Linked DNA regions of Gossypium raimondii: region 2 is linked to region 1. Evidence: chromatin contacts called from public Hi-C data. All regions are on one chromosome and are shown on one strand. Each heading gives the region's core, a stretch centred on a gene start, on an enhancer-like site or on the middle of the called end of the contact. The rest is flanking DNA. Distances are from core to core; before and after follow the strand shown. Region 1 holds the start of LOC128034806. Region 2 holds the start of LOC105803941 (floral homeotic protein APETALA 2).

What was found. Hi-C and Micro-C count contacts between places; a contact is called where the count stands out from the background.
Region 2: a contact with region 1 is called in a Hi-C map of leaf, with 2.2 times the contacts expected there. The contact joins the promoter of LOC105803941 here to the promoter of LOC128034806 in region 1. A contact is called at or near these places in 2 of 2 Hi-C or Micro-C datasets (both in leaf).

The regions. Positions count from the first base shown.
Region 1 is chr11:39,215,570-39,220,407 of ASM2569854v1, forward strand. It overlaps LOC128034806, which reads right to left and starts at 1,839. Exons shown (of 4, transcript XM_052623646.1): 1 at 1,645-1,839; 2 at 1,333-1,539; 3 at 715-1,239; 4 at 1-455. The coding sequence starts at 1,839.
Region 2 is chr11:39,410,727-39,415,564 of ASM2569854v1, forward strand. It overlaps LOC105803941 (floral homeotic protein APETALA 2), which reads left to right and starts at 2,898. Exons shown (of 10, transcript XM_052624161.1): 1 at 2,898-3,879; 2 at 4,000-4,025; 3 at 4,149-4,179; 4 at 4,279-4,366; 5 at 4,557-4,705; 6 at 4,786-4,830. The coding sequence starts at 3,350.

The DNA.
Region 1 (4,838 bases), core at 589-3,088:
TGTCTTTTAATTCCATGCTCTTCACAAAATTGGTTGAATTCATGTGAATTATATTCTTCTCCACGATCAGTCCGCAACACTTGTATAGAATGACCTGCTTCTTTTTCCGCAAATGCTTTATATCTTTTAAAAGCAATTAAAGCTTCAGATTTTTCCTGTAAAAAATCAACCCATGTTTTTCTACTCATATCATCTATAAAGGTGATAAGATAGCGTTTACCTCCATTAGAAATGGGATTAATTGGCCCACAGATATCAGAGTGCACTATCTCCAAAAGGCTTTTTGCTCTTTCAATCTTTCCTTTTGGAAATGGTTCTCGATGTTGCTTACTGAGCACACATTCCTCGTATACATATGCAAGACAAGAAAATTGTGGGAGACCAGCTACCATGTTTTTCCGCTGAAGCGTTTGTAAGCCTCCAAAATCGAGATGACCGTAACGAAAATGCCATAGCTGCATTGGATCTAATAAGTTTGCTGCAAAACATAACTGACTAAAAGGATTGAGGTAGATCGAAAACATCCGATTTGTTGTCATTGCAACTTGAGCATCCTGATTTTCTATCTTGAACTCGATACATCCCATTTTTAATTTTGATCTCGTAACCACTCTCTTGCAACTGACCAATACTTAACAAATTGGTCTTTAAATCTAGGACATAAAGAATATTAGAAATGATTTGAGTAACATTCCTTTTATTTAGAATAGTTACCTGCCCTTTACCCATCACAGAGATCTTCATATCATTGCCAAACTTCACATTATCTCTGAATGATTCATCAAGAGTTGAAAAAATTGACTTATCTCCACTCATGTGATTACTGCATCCGGTGTCTAAATACCACAAATGCTTGTTGGTAGGTTCTTTTGCATGACATACCATCAACAATGATATCTCTTCATCTTGCTCACCTTCTTTTCCAATAAAATTGGGTTCTTCCCCATGTGTATCTAAGAAAGTGGTCCAGCATTCTGATTTGTAGTGACCATACTTGTGACAACGATAGCACTCAACATTTGATTTGTCTGCTGACTGTGTTCGGTAACCGCCATGTCTTCTCCCTCTTTCCTGAGATTGGTTTCCTGAATTCTGTCGATAACCATAGTTTCCTCTACCACGACCTCTGCTACGACCTCTGCCTCGACTTTTGTCATTGTGGCCATTCGATCTGCGTCCTCCATTGCGTTTAACCAAATGATCTGATGAAACTTTTAATGCTAACTCTGCATTATCTTGCTACTGCAATTTTCTTTCATGAACCAGTAAAGAACCTTGCAATTCATCAATGGATAAAAAATCAATATCTTCTGATTCCTCAATGGAACATACCACGTAATTGAAATTTGGTGTCAATGAGCGAAGAATTTTTTCGACTACAACCACATCCTCTAATTTCTCTCCAAATGTTCTCATCTTGCTGATGATAACCATCGTTCTTGAGAAAAAATCAGAAATGGTCTCCCCAAATTGCATCCGATGAAGTTCAAACTCTGAGCGAAGTGCCTGAAGCTGCTGCCTCCTTGCTCTAGTTGATCCCTGGAATTTCTTTTTCATCGAATCCCAAATATCCTTTGACGTATCTTTGCAAAGGATGGTCTCCAAGGTTGAACGATCAATTGCTTAAAAAAGACAATTCTTTGCCTTAAGATCTTTCAATTTCAAAGCGTTAATTTCTAGTCGATGTGCATCCATTGTTGCTGCCAACTCCGGAATTCCAATAGAGACAACTTGCCAATACTCCTTGGATCGGAGAAAATTTTCCATCAACATACTCCAATAATCGTAGTGACCATCGAAGCGAGAAATTGGTGGTTGCACAAAACTATCGGAGGCCATTTCTGTTGAATAAAGGAGGGGAAAAACTATTGTTTATCGTTAATAAACCTGGCTCTGATACCACTGTTGTGTGAGCAGTAGATCAAAGAAAATAATCTTGAGAAGAAAAATTCTATGTTATTCAGGAAGCAAATAGCCTCTTTAAATAGGCTATACAATTACCGTAAAAAGCAAAACGAACTCCTAAAAATAATGGGAATCATAACAACTTATTAAAAACAACTATTGCCTATAGACCAGGACTATTAAAAAAGTCGAACAGGTGCGTCGGCGTCGGACAGAACCATATAAGATAAAGATGGAGATGGTGGTGGCTAGTAGCTTGGTGGACGTGGAATAGGTGTGGCCATATCGCTTTTGCCTCTGGTAGTGGGTGCCGTCGTCGAGGAAGGGACGAGGGGCAGAAATTATTCATTTGAATTTTATAAATTATATTTAGGTATAAATTGATTGAAAACTTTTAGGCATGTCCAAACACCTCCATTGCTCCCTCGTAATTGGTGGTTTAGGCTTAATTCAAGAGACAGGTTATTGTAAGTTGTGTGGTATGATTATATTTTCCGCCAACCTCCACTTTTCCTATGCAACTAAATTTGGTATGAACAAGAGTCTTGTTCTTATTGGGGTTGGATGCTCGTTTCACTAAACACAAATCCAATTTCTTACTTCTAACATTGGATATTGTAAATCCAGAATATCTTTCAATTTAATTATAATGCAGATAAACAACAAAGCTCCCAAACCGAGTGTGAAGACCCTAATGTCTGTTTCAATTAATCCAAGAGCAACATAGCAATTATGGCATCACCACCAGCCTTTTTCAATTTTCCTGATTGACAGCTTAACCATCATTTTTGTTTTGAATTTTATTTTTGATGTTTGCAGTTAGAGAAAGGGTAAAAATATTTACACTTAATTTGATAAGTACTCGGACTTAATTTGTTGGCAGTCCTATTCCCTAGTTAAGTAAGAACAATAATTTTTAATTAAGAGGAATTGGGCTCAATCTAATTTTGGGTGTGTGCCTACGCCAACCTTTAACTTAATAGCTTAGCATAAGGGAGAAATTGAGCCCAAGTTGTACCCTTCTACAGCTACTCTTCTTCATCAGGACCATCTTATATTTTTTAATAATATAAATATTAATTCCATCAAATGCGAGATTTATACGAGGAATTTTATTAGGATTAAATTTTTCAAAATCCTTTATTTATTTAAGAAAATGTATTGAAGAATTTTAAAATTTGTGAATAGTTTCAATAGAGATTTTAACAGCTCAAATTTCTTTCTTAAAAGAAGTGGTTTTTCAAAAGTCATCGTAATTTTAATTTTTTAATACAAATGGTTCCACTATAAGATAAAAAACTTAAACTTCAAAAATAATTTTTATTTAATTATAATATATAATTTTTAAAACTTATTTTATTAAAATTATTTATAATTTTACTAATATAATGATATCCATATTAATTATTATTTTTAATTCGTAATATTCCAATAAATTATTATCCAAACAAAATGCAAAGAGTTAATGAACATTTTAAAATTATCAAAATTTTTCATCCAAAACACAATCTAAAAGGAAACCCTCTAATTCTGCAAACTGGGGTGCTTAACCAGAAGCTAAATTTTAGAGGTGAAGCTCAGAGGCGCAAAGTAATGTTGAAAAAGATTAAATCAAATATACTGAAACAAATGGTTAAAGTTTAGTGCTGATTTTTCAAGATTTAATGTCTGCTTATTATATCCCTCCTTCAATTATAACATTACAAAAAAAAAACTAATAATAATTCAAGACGAAAGAAAAATTTGAAATCTTCTTTACTCTTCATTCATAAGGACCCTGCGACAACGGTCCAAGGCAACCAAAAAACAAATAAACAAGGCCTCGGCCCACCACAGAACAATCCCACATAATAAAAACCACCAAAATCGATTCATCTTTCTTATGAACGCATTTGCCAACTGTGATGTTCAACAATTTCTGTCTATTCCGGTTATCATGCTTAGGTCGAGTGATTTTAAGTGTCAAAGATGTGGAGCACCTTCAGATAAAAGGGACAAAGTCAGAATTGTTGATCAGGAGTGGGGAGCCCATATATTTTTATCACAAAACTTATATATTTTATAAAAAATTTTAATTTTTAAAAAAAAAAAATCTTTGATATACTTTGGGGCCAAACACAACTTTGTCCTCTTTTTTCAACACTAACTATAAAATCAAAATAAAATTTTTTAAACCTAAAGAGGCTTAAAAGAAATTTCATAAGATTTAAGGGGATTGCCAGCCACCTAAATTTGCGTCTATTCAGAGACAACTTTTCATGCCATTCGAGATTGTCAGGTTTTTCATAAAACCCCTATTTTAAGGTCGGTTTACATGCGGCTAGTATAAAAATAGCGGTGACAAATATTATAGCATGAGACGAAAAATAAAATAAATACACCACCCTGCACTTAATTAACATTCAAACCTACCCTTAATTGGTATTAATGATGCTTTGTTGCATGTTGATGTGACTAGTAGTATTGATTGCCTCAAGTCTATGAGGAGGTTGCTTGACAAAGAAGCTTTTACAAGCTTGCTAGTCTTAACGTGATACCTTCGAATAGTGCAGAATAATGAGATTGTTGAGGGGTGGAGGACCTCTCCTTAGCCTTGGACTATGCGCACGGATTGCACCATGACTTTCGACTGCATAGGCCTATGTTGCCGAAAGAGCCAAGGATCAAATATTGGCAGCCCCTCTTGATGCCACAATGAAGGTTAAAATGGATGCCGCCTTTGATGCATCAACAAGGGAAGTTGGATTGGGGACTGTGGTGTGGGATGCTTACGGCATTGCTTGTAGTGGCACGGCAAGGGATATGGGCGATGCACATGACTCCTATTGGGCAGGGCCCATGATAATCTTTAGGAAATCCGATTTGCACATAATGAAAGATATCCTTATGTTTGTTTTAAAGAATGATTCTTTCTTAATTATTTCTAAACTTGA
Region 2 (4,838 bases), core at 1,648-4,147, 200 kb after region 1:
GTGTTAGTAATCATGTATGCTTGATATGAAATTGTGAATTGTGGATTGAGAATGTTATTGTAATGAATATGAAAAGTATTGTAAATTGATATGCTTAAGTCACGTGTACTATTGATGATCATAGACAGTGTTATAAACTTATATTTGTGTTGTTTGAATGCCTTGTACTAGACAACAATATACCAAATTAAGGTTACATTTGTACTTGCATAATATTAAGGTAAGTATAGTATCTTTCATTTGAACTTACTAAGCATTCTTAATGCTTAACTTAGCTGTTTCCTCTACCTTGTAGATCGTCACCTTATGAAACTCCCGAGTCGGATCGCAGAGAAATTCACACTATCATCAAATCGATAGAGTTATTCTTATTTTTTGTTAAAGTGTTATGGCATGTATATAGGACCAATATGTCACTTAAATTGTGAACATGATGTATGTATCAAGAAAATGGTTTTGGTAATGTTTGTGTTTGCACTTTCTAGTTTGCCATGTGACAAAGTTGATGCTTGATTTTGGATGTTAAGTTAATAAATGACTTAGATGATGCATGTTTAGCTATGTTTGATGTTATTAAAGAGGGTGATCATGAATTTGCATGAATTGCTAAGTTAAGGGTTGAAAAGTAATGTAGTTAAGGTATAATAAGTTGATATATAAGCTAGAATTGGTATGTTTAGGTGTAAAGGTGAGTTGGAACTCATTAGATGATTTTGTCATAATTGACATAATCAATGCTTGATTGAAATGGCTATGTGATCTTATTGATATGAAATGGTGTAAAATTGAGATATTTTTTTTATTGTAAAAAGGATGTATGAATCATTTAGGTTATGTTATAGATTATTAAATTGGAACCAAATGATATTTTTTCCAAAAACAGGGGCCTCGTCATGACTACTAACTTTGAACATCACAACGTAGGTCGAAAGTGAGTGACGTCGCGATGTCGATATGCATGAAGTCGCGATGTGACTTATTGAGTTGGCAATGTCACAACGTGGAGATTGTGAAGTCACAATGTTGATCCAAGAAGTTCAAAATCTTACAATTTAGTCCTAATTCATGCTTGGGTTAACAAAAGAGCTTTTGTAAGCTCGTATGGGACCTAGAAATGATTGTGACACATGTTTATAATATGGATAACACTTGTTTGCTTATGTGATTGGTTGAATGTTGTAAAAAAATTTTAAGTTACTCTAGCAACGAATATAGCATCCTACAACTCGAACTCAACGATCAGGTCGGGTGAGGGGTGTTACAATAATACTTGACTGAGGACATTTAAGAATGATTACATCATTCTTTGGATATTATCATTATACAGTTTATTTAACCACATAAATAAGTACTGAAAACAATAATGGAAATACCTTTATTAATAAATTATGTAAAAATATGTTATTACAATCATCACATGATTGATCTTTGGGCACACTCCAACACTAATGACTTATTAAAAGGTCATTCATCCTTCTTTATTTGGTGCATTGAGTGAGGACAAATATGTTTTTTTAGGAACCTTTCTTTGAGTACAAAATCATATGTTTATTGAGTTATTATTTTGTAGCTTAGTTTGTTCTAAGTAGGAATAACATGTTTAGTGAGAGAATTCACTTTAAATGTACGAGATTAAAGGTACAATAATTTTAGAATTGGTTGAGCTTGAATTAGTATTTTGCTTAAGACTTATTTCATGGATTCATCTCTGAATAAGGTATTACCAATATACATAAACATCTTCGCTTTTGAAATATTTTTGTAAAGTAACAATGATAAAGTTATAGTAGCATTAGCAAAAGTACTTAATCTTCCGATGCTTTATACCAAAAGATATGATATTGCTAGGCCTTTATCTTATTATAATGGTTTGAATCACTCTTATTAAATTATTTCAATCCATTGGTTGAAAAATTTTGAAATGCATTTTATAGAAAATTAATAATAAATCATTAAAAGTATTAATTCTAACTATCAAAAATCAAAATGCGACAATTTTATTAAAATAGAAGGTAAGAAGTTGTCTCCAAAAAATGATTGAAAATGATATTTACCGATGTTGAATCAAATAAAAATATTGGTGAAATATCGACATACTAATAAATCTCAAGCAAAGGATGCGACCATGTTTGCATCAAAATTTCACTCTCTTCCATTAGTCATTAACCCTAGCGAAAGCATTTTTCACTTCCATTTGTAAGTAAAGGACAAGCGTTGGTAAAAACAGAAAAAGAAAAGAGAAGCGGAGGGGAAGGGGAAGGGGAAGTAGAAGAGACGCGCGAAAGGTAAGCGAGTGAAGAAGGAGAAAAGGGTAAAAAGAAAATAGGAGGGGCAATCCATTGGTGAGATAATGGAAGGAAAGAGGGAAAGATGGGCCTCTTCCCGTACTCTTGGATGGGACTTTTCTGGAAAGTTTTTCCTTTTCCTAACATTATTCTCATTTCCTTTTATGTTTCCAAACGCTCCTTCCTTTTCTTCTACTTCACCTTTTTTTTTTTTTTTAATTTTAACTTGCCCTTTTTCTTTTTAACCATTCTTATATATATTTTTACGGTAAAAGTAAAACTAGATTTGTCAAAGCATATGGAACTATTTGACTAATCCGGTTGCTATTCCTCTGTTCTGAATATAACAACATATTTAGACTTTGCTTTTGTTTTATGCTAATTTCTAAATTTAAATAAAACCAACGAAATTTACCTTTTGTAGGTTTAAACCAAAGAATTTAAAATTTCACAACTTCTTCTTCTACTCTAATCACCAAATTTCATTGATTTTTCAATATTGGTTTTTAAAAACAGAGCCTGAAAAGAAAAATTGAACTTATTTAGAAACAAAAACAAATTTCTTTCATTCATTCATTTATCAGAGAAAGTAAAAGTACAAAAAAAGAAAAACAAAAGCTAAGAGAGAGAAGAAAAAAAATAAAAGAAAACTACTAATAAAGGAGATTGTGGATGCTTAGCTCAAACTGGCCTCGTCTATGCTGTATTGGGCAGTCAGGTTTATAGAAGATATTCTAACTTAAGCTAACCTCTCCTCTCCCTTGCCTTCCTAGCTATACTACCTTTTAGCTAACTCACAACTCTCCTAGGTTTTCTTTTTCTTTTATTACTCATTTATTTGTTCCACCTTTATATATAAAGAGAAAAAGAGATAAAAGAGACAGTTTTAGCTCTCTCTCTCTGTCTCTCTCTCTCTGAGTTCTCTGGTTTTTTTCTTCTTCTTTTTGATTACTTCTAAGAGAAGATGGTGATCGTGAATTTTTAAGTTGTTCTCTTTTGAAGGATACATATTAAGTTTCATCAAGATTATAAGTAGGGGAAGTTGTGAAAAGAGAGGCGGGAAAATGTGGGATCTTAATGACTCTCCTTATCAGCAACCTAGAGACGATGAATCCGAGGGGTGTTCATCACAGAAAACTTCTGTAGATGGAGATGAAGATAAGGGTAAACGGGTCGGATCCGTTTCGAATTCAAGCTCGTCAGCTGTGGTGGTGGAGGATGGATCGGAAGAAGAAGAGGGAGAGAGGGTTAAAGCAGCTTTAAAGAAGCGAAGCAACAAGATGATTTTTGGGTTCCCGGTGCCTGGTGAAGAAGTTTTCACGGAGAACAGTGATCCGGCTCCAGTGACCCGTCAGTTTTTCCCGCTGGATCAAGACCCGGAAATGGGCGCCAACTGTGTCGGAAGTGGACCAGGGTTCCCTCGTGCTCACTGGGTTGGTGTCAAATTCTGTCAATCGGAGCCACTCCCCCATGCTAAATCTGTTGAAGTTTCTCAGCCCATGAAGAAAAGCAGGAGAGGACCCAGGTCAAGAAGCTCTCAATATAGAGGAGTTACCTTTTATAGAAGAACTGGCAGATGGGAGTCTCATATCTGGTTTGTTAATTTCTGTTTATTTTTTTTCTAACAAAGCTTTGAATTTTCTTGTTTTTTTTCCCTCGAGCCAATCAGAATTTAAGCCTTTTTTTTTCTTTGGGTTTGTCATTTAACGTACAGGGATTGTGGAAAGCAAGTTTACTTAGGTATGGCTATTTTTTCTTTTTTTTAAAAATACATTTTGAGACAGATTTTGTTTTTGCAATTTAATGTTTTGTGAGTTAGATAAGTTGGGTCTTTTTCTTCTCATCGGCTTTGATTATATATAGGTGGATTCGACACAGCACATGCAGCTGCTCGGTAAGTCCTCAAGTTTTAACCTTTTTTTTCTGTTTTTCAAAGCAAAAAAGAAAAACAAATAGAAGTTTTAAGAAAGTTTTCCGTCATTGTTTGTGGCAGTGCATACGATAGGGCAGCAATCAAGTTCCGGGGAGTTGAAGCCGACATAAATTTTAGTATTGAAGATTATGAAGATGACTTGAAGCAGGTGAGACTCAGAGAGAGAGAGAGATGAAAACATTGCATAGTTTATCTTATCTTTGAGTGGTTCTACTTCTATCTTTATCTTGTAAAGTTTCTTTCTTTTTCTTTTTTTATTTCTGGCTTTATATTTTGTTGGTCTGGAGACACGTAAATCACATCGTTCACAAAAGGGAAGATTCTTTTTGTTGTTTTAGCAGATGTGTAACCTAACCAAGGAAGAATTTGTGCACGTACTTCGCCGACAAAGCACCGGATTTCCTCGAGGAAGCTCCAAATATAGAGGAGTCACCTTACACAAATGTGGCCGATGGGAAGCTAGAATGGGCCAATTATTAGGCAAAAAGTAACATTTATTGTTTCTCTCCCTTCATTTCCATTTCTCAGCTCCCAATTGTCTTAACTGCCCACTCTTTGTTTTTACAGGTACGTTTATTTAGGCTTGTTTGACACAGAGATTGAAGCTGCGAGGTTCGTGT